2 separate regions of the Mus musculus genome follow, and region 2 is linked to region 1. The links are chromatin contacts, called in public HiChIP or PLAC-seq maps. All regions are on one chromosome and are shown on one strand. The core of a region is the stretch at or near the end of the contact, and the rest is flanking DNA. Distances in the headings are between cores, read along the strand shown.

Region 1 (7,257 bases), core at 1,505-4,004:
GAACCCCAACTTACAGTAACCTAGAATTCAGCTATACATTTTTAAGGCAGTCTTCTGTTTCTTGACTTTTTATTTCTTTTGCTTGTACACTTGAGAACTTACTTGCTGTGATATAACTATTTTCCATCTCCACGTTCTTAAAAAAAAAAAAACTAAATGCTTTTTAGGTTATGTCTATGCCTATGCAGATCTTTAGGTCCCTATACTCTGTCTCTTATTTACTACTTAAAACTCCACTGCTGCAAGCTGTCAGAATATAAACTCATTTGCAAAAAACAATAATTTCAGAGTTTATTTCCAAATGCTTGAAAACAATGCAATAGTCGATGAGCTTAGAATAAATGTCATTTGCAACAAACCCATGGCAAATGCTATTTCTCTGGTAACGTATCAAGATTTCCTCTTATGTTTCAACTGTTAATATCTGTGAGATGAGTCATGTACCTTTGTTCACATGAGATCAAAGTTAGCATCTGTATCATTATAGTTCTGGCCACTGGTAAAATTATCAGAATAACTTCGGGATAAAAACAAAAAATAACAAAAAACAACAAACAAACAAACAAACAAAAAACCAACCAACCAAACAATATAATGACAGCATTCAGAATAGTTCCTGAAAATTGAGAAACTCTTTCTGATACTCCATTGTTCAATCATAACATAAAAACATCAGATTTATAGCTTTCTTGAGATTCAAGTTCTTTATATTTTAGAAATTTTCTTATTTGTTTGCTTGTTTGTTTGTTTGTTTATGCATGTGCATGTGTCTGTCTGTCTTTGTGCCTGCCTGTGAGAGTTATACACTGTGTTCATGTAGGCACATAAAGAAGACATAAGAAAGCATTCGATCACCTGGACCTGGAGTTACAAATGGCTTTAATTCACCTGACTTGAGCACTAGGAACCTAACCTAGATTCCCTGCAAGAAAAGTATTTGCTCTTAATAGCAGACCCATCTACTCAGCCTCATAGACTTACTAATAAGAGACATTTTAATTGTCATAATGTTGCCTCCAAAATAGTCTTAAAATTGTAATATAAGACATTTTATTTGTCATGGCATTGCTCTTCAAAAAGTTTTAAAATTGTAATTTATAATAGGTAACACCTGGATCTATGGGTATATTATAGTGGTGTTGTGTGTGATTTGCTGACATGAAGCCTTAGAACTTCTAAATAAGCCACCAGCTCTAAATGTGATGTTTATATAACACCCATCTCCCTTCAATATTTGGGTATCACCTAAGAATAAGGAACAGAAAGACTGCAAGAGTCAGAGGTAGTGGATATCTGCAGAGAAATAGCATTTGTCAGACATGACAAAGTCACTGTACACATGAACTCACAAGCAAACACTTGAAACAAAATCAAGGCAGACAAATGTTCCAGCACAGATGTAAGGGACACTTATAAAGCCCTACCCCTGGCTGAGGTGCTATTGAAGTAGGAATGTGGTCTCTGAATGGTGACTCATGCTCTATCAGGTGGCCCTATGCCCATGCATATAAAGGCAGTATTAAGTGGACTCAGTAGATTTAAAGATAATGCATGGGGCATGGGGGATTCAGCTATAGACAGTCAATGAATGACTGGTGTGAGAGGGAGAATCAGTTTTCTTCAATGGTGAGCTCTCACATAGATTATCCAAAACCAGGCTGTCAGCTTTGAGCACATGTACATATAGGAGCAAAGTTAAATGGACTCTGTAGGTTATGTGTATGTGTGTGTGCATACATATGTAATAATAATAACAGTAATAATAATTATAATAATAACTGAAGAAGAGTGTGGAGAGGGGAGGGGTGATGGAGGAGTAGTTAGAGTGGACAAAGAAGAAGTAGAGTTATATAGATATAGTGCTTATCTATAGAGTTCTCAAAAATAAAATTAAATCATTGAAAATTGTTGTGGGAAATAGTAAAAAATGCCACCAGCCCACGCTATACCCAGCCACTGCCTCAGATCCTTTTTTGTCCCTGTCTGCATAGAACAGGTCTCTAGTTGCAGGTGGGCAAGGAGTCGGCGAATGAATGACAAACAGATGCGACACGAGAGATTGTGTAGACTCTGAGTGTAATTTTTCAAGTTGAGCATCAAACTTTTTATACAGAAGAGTGACAAGAAACCAGGCAAGATACATCCACCGAGTTACAGTGACACAAAACAAACATAAGGAATGTATACATCAAAAGATGGTGGGGACCAGGCCTCTGCTGTTTACCACTAAGAAGGGAGCCAGGTATAATGCTAGTCTATTATTAAGCCCGTCACCAGGGGTTCTTAGTAAATGCCTGATTTATGCTGTTTCTTTGGGCCTAGTGAAGAAACCTGTCTCAGGGGGATTCCCTAACTCTTTCATGGTAAATCTACCTATTCCCTAGGCCATTGTGTATTCCCTTGTTTGGATGAGACTGGCTACTGTCCTAAGTAATCACTCTGCAGACTAGCCCTGAGCTATCCTAGCTCCGTTCTTTGTAATGCCTAATTAGTTTCACTGTCTCTACTAGAAGTAAATTTGAATGTTACTGAATAGGTAACATTCTTACTGAATTCCAAGCTCGTTGGCTTCAAGCATTTTCTAGGATGTTGGAACACTGGTGGAGGTTTAGCTATGTCCGAATTCAATCTTTAAAGGTACTTATAATAAAACAATACTAAAAGAGAGCACGTGGATCCATACACCAGACTAACGAGGGAATAGGGTATGAGTGTACGGGTTATGAGAATGCCTGCTTCCAGGAGGTTGAGTTTCCTTGAAACTTCCTGCCTTGTGAGTGTTTCCAGGCTCTTGGTCTGCCAAGCAGACTTCACTGGAGTGTGCGTAGCAAGCCACTCTCTGCCTGTGGTCTCTCTGCCTCTAGGCTAACCCCATGTGGTAGTCTTCTCTGGTTCATCTGCCTCAGAGCTGCTTGTACCTTCTCAGCCATCTACTCCCTTTGGCTAGTTGTCACAAATCCTCTTAACCCAGTAAATCAAAACTCTAGAAGCTTATAATTAATCAGTCAGATTTCTATATCAATAAATTATCAATTCACAAGATGCCCACAAAATAATTTCAGAGCCTATTGATAATGAGATGAGCTGCCCACCTAGATTAGACAAATTATCCCAATTATTCTATTTTTTTTTATGATATCCATAGCTACCTGTGGCTATTTAAAGCCACATGGAATCTGGATCATCTTTCTTTTCCTCCATCTTCCTTCCTTCCCCACCCCCCACCTGTCCCTGTCTCTGTTCCTGAAACTCTTAGCACTGCCTCCTTTTTCCTTGTACAATCACGGGCTTCTTGTTGTATTAATATTTAAATTAATCGGAGGAAAGTTCTGCTTCAGAAAATATCCTATAATGCACTAATGTTGTATTTTTCAAGAAGTAGCTCATATTTTGGAAAATTACATCTAATTCATCCAGCATTGAAAAAGAAAAGTATGGAGAGGAGCATTCTAAACTTATAAGTTGGAATATCCTCAATTTTGCAATAGGGGACTTCTTTCAAAGAATCTAAGTCTTTTTGAGTTAACTGCAAGATTATGCAGAGTCGAGGAGGGAGACTGTTTAAAGGTAAATATCGTACAGAGGTGATCATTTTGTGAGACACTCCACTTGTCAACCATTCAGATTGAGCTAATGGAGGAATTTTCAGGCTTAGTTCCATTGACCAGAATGCTGATCTCATTTTCTGTTTTATCCTCTTGAGTCTGACTAGGACTCACCAAATCCCTTCTGTATCAACATTGGTAATCTAATGGCTAATCTAGGGACCTTAGCAAAACTTGAAATATTTCTGCAAGTCAATCACATGCTTAGATAGTTGCCATAATGAAAAACAATAAAAAGAACTGTCTGAGCCCAGAATCTGAGGCTATGAAGGACTTACTGAAAGCAACAGAGAGAAGATGGTGTGAATAAACTCGGTAAAACCAGAGAGAAAAGTATCACTGCAGTGGGTTTGAGAGTGGTCCACATGGAGGTGCTCTCCCATCAATTTGTTCTAGGAAACAAGTGTCAAGATCTAATTGTCCCTTCATGAAAGGTGACCAACCATAGCCACCACATTAGATGTTATTTTTCTTAAATGATGTCTGATAGTTCATTACACTGAGGTAATAGGTGCTCTAGTATCAGAGCAGTTCCTAGATCTATTACTAATAACTAGACCAGAGTACTGGCTCAAATAGCCTATGATAACTCTTCCTGGCACTTTACTATAATAAGCTATACCAAAGTGCTATATTCTTAGGCAATGGCCTAGTTTCAGCCTTGTTCCTGGTGCTCTCCTCACCTTCTCTCTCCCTCTAAAAGTTATTAAAAGACCTTTTATATTTAGTTTACTAATTTAATATAAATGCAGATAGTGCAATAATGCCAAATGGAATTTTAAGAACAATCTTTACCCCATGAGTTTCTAATCCTGTCCTCCCATGGAATCATATTGCTTCATAATTCTAAATACCTACAGGAAACTATAAATGGTTAGGAGTGTATATATAAATATTATTTACTGAAAGGGTATGCAAAGTAACATTATAGATTTTTATCATTTTTATTGTATGTGGAATAACTTGTGTAATTAAACAAATATAAGTGAGCAATTAAAGAAATTTTAAAGACAGGTAATGGTTTTCAATGCAATGTAAGCAAACATGCCGGTCAGTTTTCAAAGTAAAAATGGTACACTGTGCTGAAAATATTAATAATATCTATTGGAAACAAGATATGGTATTAAAAGCATTTAATTCCGTCCCTTAAGAGACAGAGGCAAGCAGATCTCTGTGAGTTCAAGGAGCCTGGTCTACATAGCCAAGTTCAGTATAGTCACGTTTACATAGTGAGAGCTTGTTTCAAGAGAAAAGAAAACAGAAAGAAAGAAGGGAAGAAAGAAAGAAAGAAAGGAAAAAAGAAGGAAAGAAAGAAAGAAAGAAAGAAAGAAAGAAAGAAAGAAAGAAGAGGAAGAAAAGGAGGAGGATGAAGAGGAGGAAAGAATAAAACTATTCCTACCAAAAGGTTATAAAGTACTAATAAGTGAAAAAAGAAGCTACTACAGAGCACATGACATTGGAAAGGAGAAGAGATAGGTGCAGAATTGGAAGGAAAGGGATTGAGGATAGATTGCTCAAGATATTTCATATGAATGTATGAATTTCTCAAGCAGTAAAAATACTTTCAAAGTATCAATATATCAGTACAGTTTCTGCAACATTCCAAGATTACTCTTTGATTCATTGAGTTATGAGGGCTATGGAACCTACATTCTAGTGGCAAAAGCAGACATTGTACCTAATAACATAGCAAAGAGATAAATCGACTGTTGCACAGGACCCAGTAATATATGGTATAGGACTGAAAAACCTCAAAATGGAAAAGTTCTCTAGCAGAAGGAAAGATATGTGGAAGAAGATCTAAGGCTCTATATTTTGTTTGAGAGATGGCGCTATTGTAAATTAAGGTAGGCAGTTCAGATGAAAATGAAAACAGCAGATTTCAGAGATAACCTTGGTGATTTTAAGTATGCTTTCTTTTGTTGGTATGTGCACGATGTGTGTGTAGGATGCAGGTGACATTAGAGATCAGAGGGCATCTTTCAGGATTCACATCTCTCCTTCCACACTGTTGGGTTAGGCTTCTCTTGTTGCCATGCTGTGTACTCCAGGCTAGATTGTCCTTAGGCTTCCTTTCTCACCCACCCCACATATTGCTTTAGGAGTTCTGAAATTGAACAAGTGCAGTATCATCCAGATTTTAAGATGTGGTTACCAGACATTGAACTCTGGTAATCAAGATTACATAGCGAGCACTTCTACCCACTAAACCACATCACTGCTCAGTGCTTTCTTTTGATATATTTTTAATCGTGATATCATTGATGTTTACAATACAAGAAGTTCTAGTAATTAAAAAATTTCTTGGTAGAATATGCCAGATGAGAATTAATAATGTACAGAAAGATATACACAATTTTTACACAGAAAACTTTGCATTTGTAACACATTTATTTCATTTATAATGAAAATAATCTCTACATCAACACTTAATATCATTGGTTGACAAGTCTATCATTTTTTAAACCATTGGAGCAGAACTCACAATGTGAATATATTTTCAGCAAATCTAACCTCTCTGAATATCTAATTTACTTATTGCTATCCATCAATAATTATTTGAGATGGAAGAAAAAGAGGTTAGAAAGCATGATGTTTAACTTTGACTGTCAACTTCATAGGATTTAAAATCACCATGGAAACAAACTTTTGGCATATCTGTGAGGGATGTTTTTAATTGGGTTAGTTGAAGTGGGAAGACTAGCCATAATGTAAGCAGAATCATTTTATGGGCTGAGATTTTGGGTGGAACAAATAGGAGAAAGGGTGCTGGGCTGAAGAAATGATTCATCTCTGCTTCTTGTGTGTAGATTCAGTGTGATCAGCTGCTTCAAGCTCCCATTGCCCCAACTTCCTGCCATGATGCACCATCTCTCAAACTGAGCCTAAACAAATCCAAACTCTTTTAAGTTGCTTCTGTCCTGCTTTTTATCATAGCAGTGGATAAAGTAGCTAATATAAGAAGCAAAGAGTAAAAGGAATGAAAGAAGAAAAGAAACAAGGGAAAGAAAGGATATTATAAAGGAAGAATGACTGTGCTAGCATATATTAGACTTTCCTTGCTTTTAGTCTTCAAGGGCAAATCTTGAAACTAGGAGGCCCACTAATTAGATGATGGGTTATTGAGATATTCAATTTGACCCAAATCTTATGACAATGGACTATAGAACTAGATGTGAAATCAATCACTGAGTAAAACACCAAAACATACAAAAACTCCTAGAAAAATTTCAAAACCTCCAGTTTAATCATCTGTCAGCTTCAACTAAATACATTCTCTGTTTTTGACTTTAAGCATCTGGAAAACAAACCTAATATATATTTATATTTAATATTTTATCTGTGGTTACACTTTATCTAGAAAATGTTTAAATGCACAATTATTTTATAATGAACCAACTATTAACCAATAATTATTTATCTTTTTAATGAAAAGGAGAAACATCAGATAAAATCTTTATACCACTTTGTCTTCAACTGTTTTTATCAATAGTAAATGTTATTGAGCTGAAACTGAAATGTAATAATAGCTTAAATTTTCAACTTGAGTTAATACATTTTTAATAGCAAATATACCTAATTGTAAGTGTAAATAGAAAAGAATTGCAAAGAGGCTGTATATTTTACTAATCACTGCAAAAGTGAATAACAC
Region 2 (7,257 bases), core at 2,388-4,887, 1.1 Mb after region 1:
AGGAGAGAGGCCACTGGCAGAGGACAAGCTCGGGCTTGAATGTGGGGTAAGGAAAGAGTGACTTTGAGGACAGCACAGACGGCCAGTGGAGGGTCTGGAGACAGGACCAGAAAGCTCCCAAGACACTGGCTCAGCCTAACCGCCCACTGTTAATTTGCAGCACACAGTTTCCTTGTCTATGACAAGCAGTTACATCTCTGCCTTACAGTTAACAAACACACTGAAGAAGAGTGAGGTCACTCTAAGAAGAATATAAGAGTTTTACTGTTGCTCTAATGATTTGAGAAGCAATAATGACTTAAACCCAGAATCACATGTATTCCCATATAAAGGTTAGAGACATTTAATATTATATTCTTAGTAAATTAATACTTAGCGTTATGATTTCCATCGACTCGTTAAATTACATAACCCAAAACTTCTACTTGCCAATACTGTAAAAGTAAGACAAAAATTTTTTTAATCTTACTTTTTATAGTTCATATTAGACATGTCCAAGAACAAAAATAACAAAATCTCTCTCAGGAATTTTGCAAGTATCAGATTTTGTTATTTTTATTCCTCTTTTCCCCAGAATGTTAAGATAACCTTTAATTCAGATCTACTGCAAGTTATCATCATCTGAGTTTGAGCTGCTTTTGACAAGTGGGTTTTAGCTGTCTTGGAAGGAACACACCAAATCTGCAGTTTACCAGAAAGACATTTTCCGTGGCCTGTGTGAGGACGCTGACATCAGCGCAGAGCTCTGACACACAGCAGGCAGGCCACCATTCCGGCACTGTTTGCTGGAGGCTGCTCGCACAGACAGAGCCTTCACAACAGATACAGCACTTTAGACATGATTTCAAAGGACATCCCCTGCCCTTCGGGGAATCTAAGTTTAACCAACAAGATGAGATTCTAGTCCATCCCACAGCAAAGCAATGTGTAAGCTTAGCTTATATGTTCCTATAAGAAATAAAGAAGTCACCAAATCCCAAAACTATCAAGGTGAAACATCTCCTGATGTTCACAGCACCAGCCCACCACTATGTTAGTGATGTCAAGGAAGTCAGGCGATGTGACCTTTTCCTTCTAAGCATGGCTTTCAGTCCTGGCTTCAGAACTCGGAGCCCTGGCTTTTGTGGAAGACTGTGGACAGCCTGCTTTGTCTATCACGACACATTACACTTGAGTGGATAAATTAATTGCTCACTGGCACTTATTCTGTGAAACAAATACCGAGATGGAGCAGACCTGTTTAGAAACAGAGAAGCATCCAATAAATGGTCCAAGACCCCTCACTGACATCTGGAAAAGGAGAGCTTTGGTGAAATCCCTCTGCAAGAAAGACACAAAGGTTCCATTGAACACTACAGAGCCACATTTGAGGCACTCAAGACGCACTGCAGGAACTACAGATGACAGAGGAGTGTACACAGAGAAACACAAAATACTGTCAGGTTGTCGTCTTCTGCAGAAATGGGGGTGGGTGAGGAGAGTGGGGATCAGAGGAAGCAAGAGTGAGTGAGCCTCCTGTTTTAAGGATGCAGCACAAATGCCTGGAGGGCCACTGGGTAGAAAAGAAAGGAACTAGGGAATAGGCGGAGGTCAAGAGCAGAAAGCATCACTTCGAGCGTGGCCCACACATCAACGAAAGAGGGAAGAAAGGTGTAGCTGTAAGCTAATTTCTAGGAATAAACTGTTGCTTTAATAGGGATGTAAGGAGAACCTAAACCACAAAGGCCGAGGAGTCAGAGGAGGAGGAAGAGGAATGTAAAACAAGAGCCAGACTCCAGTCTCCAAAACAGCACTCACTAGCTGACTAAAGGGGAAAAATGGGGAGAACAAGGTAAGGGTTGCTCATCGTGATGCTGAATGAATGAATGAATGAATGAATGAATTACACAGGACTGTTGTTTAATTTGAAATGATATCCTGGGCTGTCAGGCTACAATCTGTCTTTTATTAAATTATGGCAAACATTTTTTTTTCTTACCAAAATAAGAGATGAAAATCCTATGTTGAATGCCAATAAAACAGTAGCAGCAGCAGCAACAACAACCAGTAACAACAACCACCATCAGCTACATACACAGCTCATCTGTTTAACATGCATCCCGCAGACACATAACCCTGAATGTTAATTCTGGGCATTACTTTGAGTCCATCTGTGTTTTACCTAAAGCTGGTTAGTAAGGAGTAGAACCTTCCACATATGGAGTCCCACTGGCACTAGTGGTTTCTAATGTCACACTTCCCACTTCCCACACACTGCTGCCATTGTCGTTATCAAGGGCAGATGCAGGAATGGCTTTGGTGAAGGCTAGCTCACCTGCTCCAGACCTCTGCACAGCTTATGGAGCTGAGCTCTGGGCTCCCATCTATACAAAACCGGTCCTACATGCAGCACTGTTCAGTTCCCAAGGCACTGCAGTGAGCGCTGTTTCAGCTGGAAGCAGGGAGCTCCCGGCTGCTGCTCCGTTCTGATTTTCCCCTATGGTCTGCTTTCCACCTCTGCTTCCTATTGTCCCTTGGCACACATCAAAAAGTCAGAGAAAGGAAAGGAATCGGTGAGATGACCTATCTGAACGGTCTCTTTTGCTCTGACGTGGCAGGCTCCCACCGTTGTCACTTTCCCACCAAGCCCCTCATGCATACAGAATCCCTCAGAATCATCTCCCATCCTGGTGTGCAGCCAACCATCGCCAAGGCAATGCATGTCAGTGCCTGGGGGACAGGACGCTTCAGTGGGAATTCTAATCTAAGCTTGTTTGTCCAGTCTTTCTGGTGACAGATACATAAATACATCTTCATAGTCTACAGAAATAGAATCGTGTTTAAGAAAAATTACAGGTACACTGAATCTCCATGTCTGAGAACCTGGAGTAGACCAAGCCTTCAATAAGCCTGGCAACTGGAAGGAGGAGAAAAAAAAAGAGAAAGAAGTTTTGTTTGAGGAACATACCAAGGGTCAGAAGAAAGTTACACTTCAGTGTGTTTAGATTTTTTTTTTACTTTAATTGCAAAATCTAAGGAGCAGAGAGAAACCCTTTCTCAGAAGGCAACAGGAGCGCAGTCACATAGCAAGGGCAGAGGGCATGGCCACAGGAACATCAGAACCTACCTATGTGAGAGAGACAGAAGAGGAACATGTGAGCAGATGGCCTGGGGGAGCAGAATGGTGCATGAGAAGGCTATCAGTGGAGAGCAGCTGCTGAGATGAGAACCTCCAAGCCACAGGGGAGCAGAACGGTAAGATCCCAGGAGCTGAAGGAAATGAGCTGCCACAACAAGAACCACTTCTGGGCAGAAAGTGAGCGATGTGTCTACTTGGCAATGTTAAGTGGAAGCGGGGAGAAAGGCAAAGCTGTGATGACCCAGAATTATTATGCAAAAGCCATGAATTAAGCCTCAGCCAGACTCAGACTCTATCAGGACCACAACAACCAGCAGTAAAGAGAACACGCATGTACAGGAGATGCTGGCAGGCTGTGGTGACATACTGAACACTGTGACTTTGGGGACAGCCAGTACATCGTATTGATTCATTTAGAATTATTTACTACTAGAATAAAACAAGGTCCTTGTGTGCCAAACAGGCTGGCTGATTAAGACGGTTTGAATGTGGTGCTGCAGGCTGTCTGACTCAATCCTGTTTAAAAATATCTGGGATTGTCAAACAAGACTAAATATGAATGCGCTCTCCCAGTCTCCCTTGTGCTGTCACAGCTGTTCTTCTGGTAATGAAAGGGAAAAGCTAAACGCAGAATTTCTTCAAATGTTTCCATTTATCATGGTATCCCAAGCACTACAGACACCCAGGAGGCAGCCAGCCCGTACACAGAGCCCAGTCCTCGGCATCCATTTCAGGGCTCAAGAAGGTCGGCAGGCTTGGGCCTCACATGCTACAGGGAAGACAGACAAGGGCCCTTCAAAAACGTTATTTTGTGTAAGTCTTGTAACAAGTCATGTTACTTGCCCTGAAGAAAGAAAAAATAAAAAGGTCATGCTGGGTGTGGTGGCACACCCCTATAATCTCTGCGCGGGAGAGGCTGGGACAGGAAACTCGGGAGCCCAAGGTCAACTCCGGCTACACAGCAAACTCAAGGCCAGCCTAGGATACAGGGCACAGTGTCTCAGAAAAGGTTCCAACTAAGGATCCTGGCAGCAAACATCAAAACAATCATTCCAGCTCAGCTTTTCCTTCCCCACAGAGTTGGCTCAATCGTGTCTGCAGGTACAAGGTCTTGCTTCAGAAAGACAATATTGAGTACTAGGTTTCACAGGGAATAACAGGAAGGAGAGAAATGTAGCCATCTGCCAGTCGCTCACTTCTCTCCTAAAACCAGTTACGTTTAAACATATATTCACATATGATTTTGATTAAAAGTTACTTATACTTCAAAAAAATAGCAACTATCAAAAGTGAAATAGTTTTATTCATCAGAATCTTCTCTTTTCATTTAAAATTACAGCTCTCTGGACTTATTCTGAGTTAATACGGCTAAAATACAGTCACTGGTACTTATATATCAAATTCTCTAGAAAATTCTAATGGAGGTATATTTTGATCCAGAAAGTCTAACTCCACACCCCTACCCCAACTTCTCCCTTACCTTAGACCACAAAGCAAAAATTCTCCCTCTGACTCACCCCAGCAGCAGCCCGTTCCCCACACCCCTGCAGTGATCCACTGCCCCACACCCCTGCAGCTGCCCACTCCTCACACCCCCGAAGCGGCCCACTCCTCACACCCCTGCAGCTGCCCACTCCTCACACCCCTGCAGCTGCCCACTCCTCACACCCCTGCAGCGGCCCACTTCCCCACACCCCTGCAGCTGCCCACTCCCCACACCCCTGCAGTGGCCCACTCCTCTGACCAGTCTCATGCTGCCAGTTTCCCTGTTCTCTTTTAAAAGCACCCCCTGCCCTTCCAATTAGGTCACACCCTACCGAGCCGTGTTTGCCTGCCACACCACTACACACATTGCCTGTCAGCTGAGAGACTCAATCACAGGCTAAATGAGTCACTCTTTGGATAACACACACAGAGTAGGTAAGAGTGCAGGGCCACGAATGAACACAGTTCTAGAGAAATACAGGGAGAAGCCATTTGGCCTAGATGAAGCAGACAGGACACCATTCTCAACCGGTTCATTACTGGGTTTTTCCAAAGCACACCCCTACTATAGTAATATAACCACTGAGTATTCTAGCACTTGAGGGATTTTCAGTCTTCTGGCACAAATGGACTATCAGGTGAGGTAAGGACAGCTTGAGCTACGGAGTAAGACCCTGCAGGAGAGGGAGGGAGGAAGAAGATGGTGGTGGTGGTGGTAGGGGGGGGTTGTCTTATGGAAACCTCAGCAAATACCCGGGCATTTACTTTTGCTGGTTCTCAGCACTAACATACCCATCTCTGGGACCACTGTCACCCAAGCCCACAAAGTCAAAAGGGCAGCCCAGGGTGGGCCTAGGGCACTGCCTTAAACAAGCAAGCAAACAAAACCAAACCCCGCCTCACTTGAACCTGAGACGTAGCTAGACTCAAATCACTACGGATTGAGGAGTTGGCCATTAACGTGGGACCTCACAGTTACTCCCATGCACACTTTACCTCCACAACCAAGTGATTTCCTCCTACAGGGACAGATTCAACTCCCAACTCCCAAAGCCTGTGCTGCAGGTCTGGTTAAACTGCCTGGGGTGGAAGGAAGATCAACGTGGGCAAGAAAGCTGTTTGTGTAGCTGGTCAGGGGCGGGCAGGGGAACGGTGGATGGAGACTGGAAGTTGGATCTCATTTAACCTCTTCTTCCTCAGAGGCTTCCGATCCCTCGGAGCTGGGGTCGCAGGTGCTTGTGAGCTGCCCAACATGGGTGCTGGGAATGGAACTCCATGGGAGCTGTTCATTCCTAACAATGGGGCCATCTTTCCAGGCCCTAAAACTAATTCTTGTAAGACGTTCTCTACCTCCCATACACACTGACATTTTTTTTCCTAAAGTAATCCTTAAAAGATACAGAAAAAAAAAATGGAGTACAAGAAAAGCACTCAAAAGAAATTTTTAAAAAACATGTTTACATTACTCAAAGGAATACTGTAAAAAGCTTTCAAATTACAAGTTGTCAACTGACAGATGGAGAGAGACTCATAGGGTGTTTAAGTTCCTTAAAAGACACAACAGAACTCAGGCATTGAAACTGGCACTGTCTCTTCAAAGCATCCATCACACAGCACTCACTGGCCCCTGCCTCCCCCCTCTCCTGATGTTGGCACTGGATGAATGTTATGAAATACATGTTGTAAAACTAGTGTTTTCTCTGTAATTTAAAAAAAAAGAAAAAAGGAAGCACTTCAGGACCAAGGCTCATAACAAACCATGCAGCACATCCCAGCTAAGTCACACCCTGACGATGCTGCGCCCTTACAACAATCCGCACAGGTCCCACAATCCAGATCGCGGGTGGGGGAGGCAGAAGGCGAGATCCTTGCTTTAACAGAATGGTAACTGGATCACTGTAACAGACCTTTGAGTTTTTTGAACTGGGCGAAAAATAATGTTCTGAACAAACTGACTGACTCTTATCTGAAATGCCTGAAAGCAAAAGTATTTCGGATTTTGGAATTTTCTGGATTTCAGACGCGTACAGACATTGCCAGGTGTCTTAACGGTTGTTTCTGTGACTGTAATGAAACCAAAATGACCATCAGCAACCCGGGGAGAGAAGGGTTTATTTTAGCTTAAGGTTCATCTTAGTTCCCATTATGAAGGGAAGTCACCTGGAGATGAGCACTAAAGCAACGGCCACAGAGGAGTGCTGCTTGCTGGCTTACTCCGTGTGGCTTGCTCAGCCTGCTTTCTTAGAGCACTCGGGACAGCTGTGCCAAGTTAACATGAACTGATCCAGCCCATCAGCTGGAAATCCCTATAGCCAAAATTCACCTGGGTACTCAATGTTTCAGAGTGTAGAATGTTTCAAATTTCAGATTTTCAAAATAGGGACGTGAAATCTATCCATATGTAAAACTATTGCAGATTTACATGAACACCAGAAAGGTCAGACTGTAGCATCCTTTTGGCCTAAATACTACTTTAGCATCTGGACCCAATCAAGAATGGCCCAGGTTTCGGTGACTAGCTCCAGTTTAAATTTCAAGTTTTTGGATTTTAAATACAAACTTTGGCTATCTGGCTTCAGAAATTTTGACTTGGCTGAGATGGAAATATGGGATTTTAGCAAGGATTCTATGTAGGTGGCCTCAGAGCACATCTG

What was found. HiChIP or PLAC-seq counts read pairs in DNA pulled down with a chosen protein or histone mark.
Region 2: an H3K27ac HiChIP or PLAC-seq map of embryonic stem cells shows a contact between it and region 1, with 4 times the contacts expected there. The contact joins two enhancer-like sites. A contact is called at or near these places in 1 of 115 datasets of contacts at active chromatin or transcription factors (embryonic stem cells) and 1 of 9 other capture datasets (embryonic stem cells).

What each region holds. Positions count from the first base shown.
Region 1 is chr9:76,399,672-76,406,928 of GRCm38.p6, forward strand. No RefSeq gene overlaps it. Among named protein-coding and RNA genes, the nearest start is that of Hcrtr2, 80 kb to the left of the region's middle. Within about 2 kb of position 2,755, at least 5 of the 459 cell types and tissues checked have an H3K27ac peak or open chromatin away from gene starts, as enhancers often do. A contact at or near this core is called in embryonic stem cells, where this site is marked.
Region 2 is chr9:77,477,539-77,484,795 of GRCm38.p6, forward strand. All of the region lies in intron 2 of Lrrc1 (leucine rich repeat containing 1), which reads right to left. Among named protein-coding and RNA genes, the nearest start is that of Lrrc1, 64 kb to the right of the region's middle. Within about 2 kb of position 3,638, at least 107 of the 459 cell types and tissues checked have an H3K27ac peak or open chromatin away from gene starts, as enhancers often do. A contact at or near this core is called in embryonic stem cells, where this site is marked.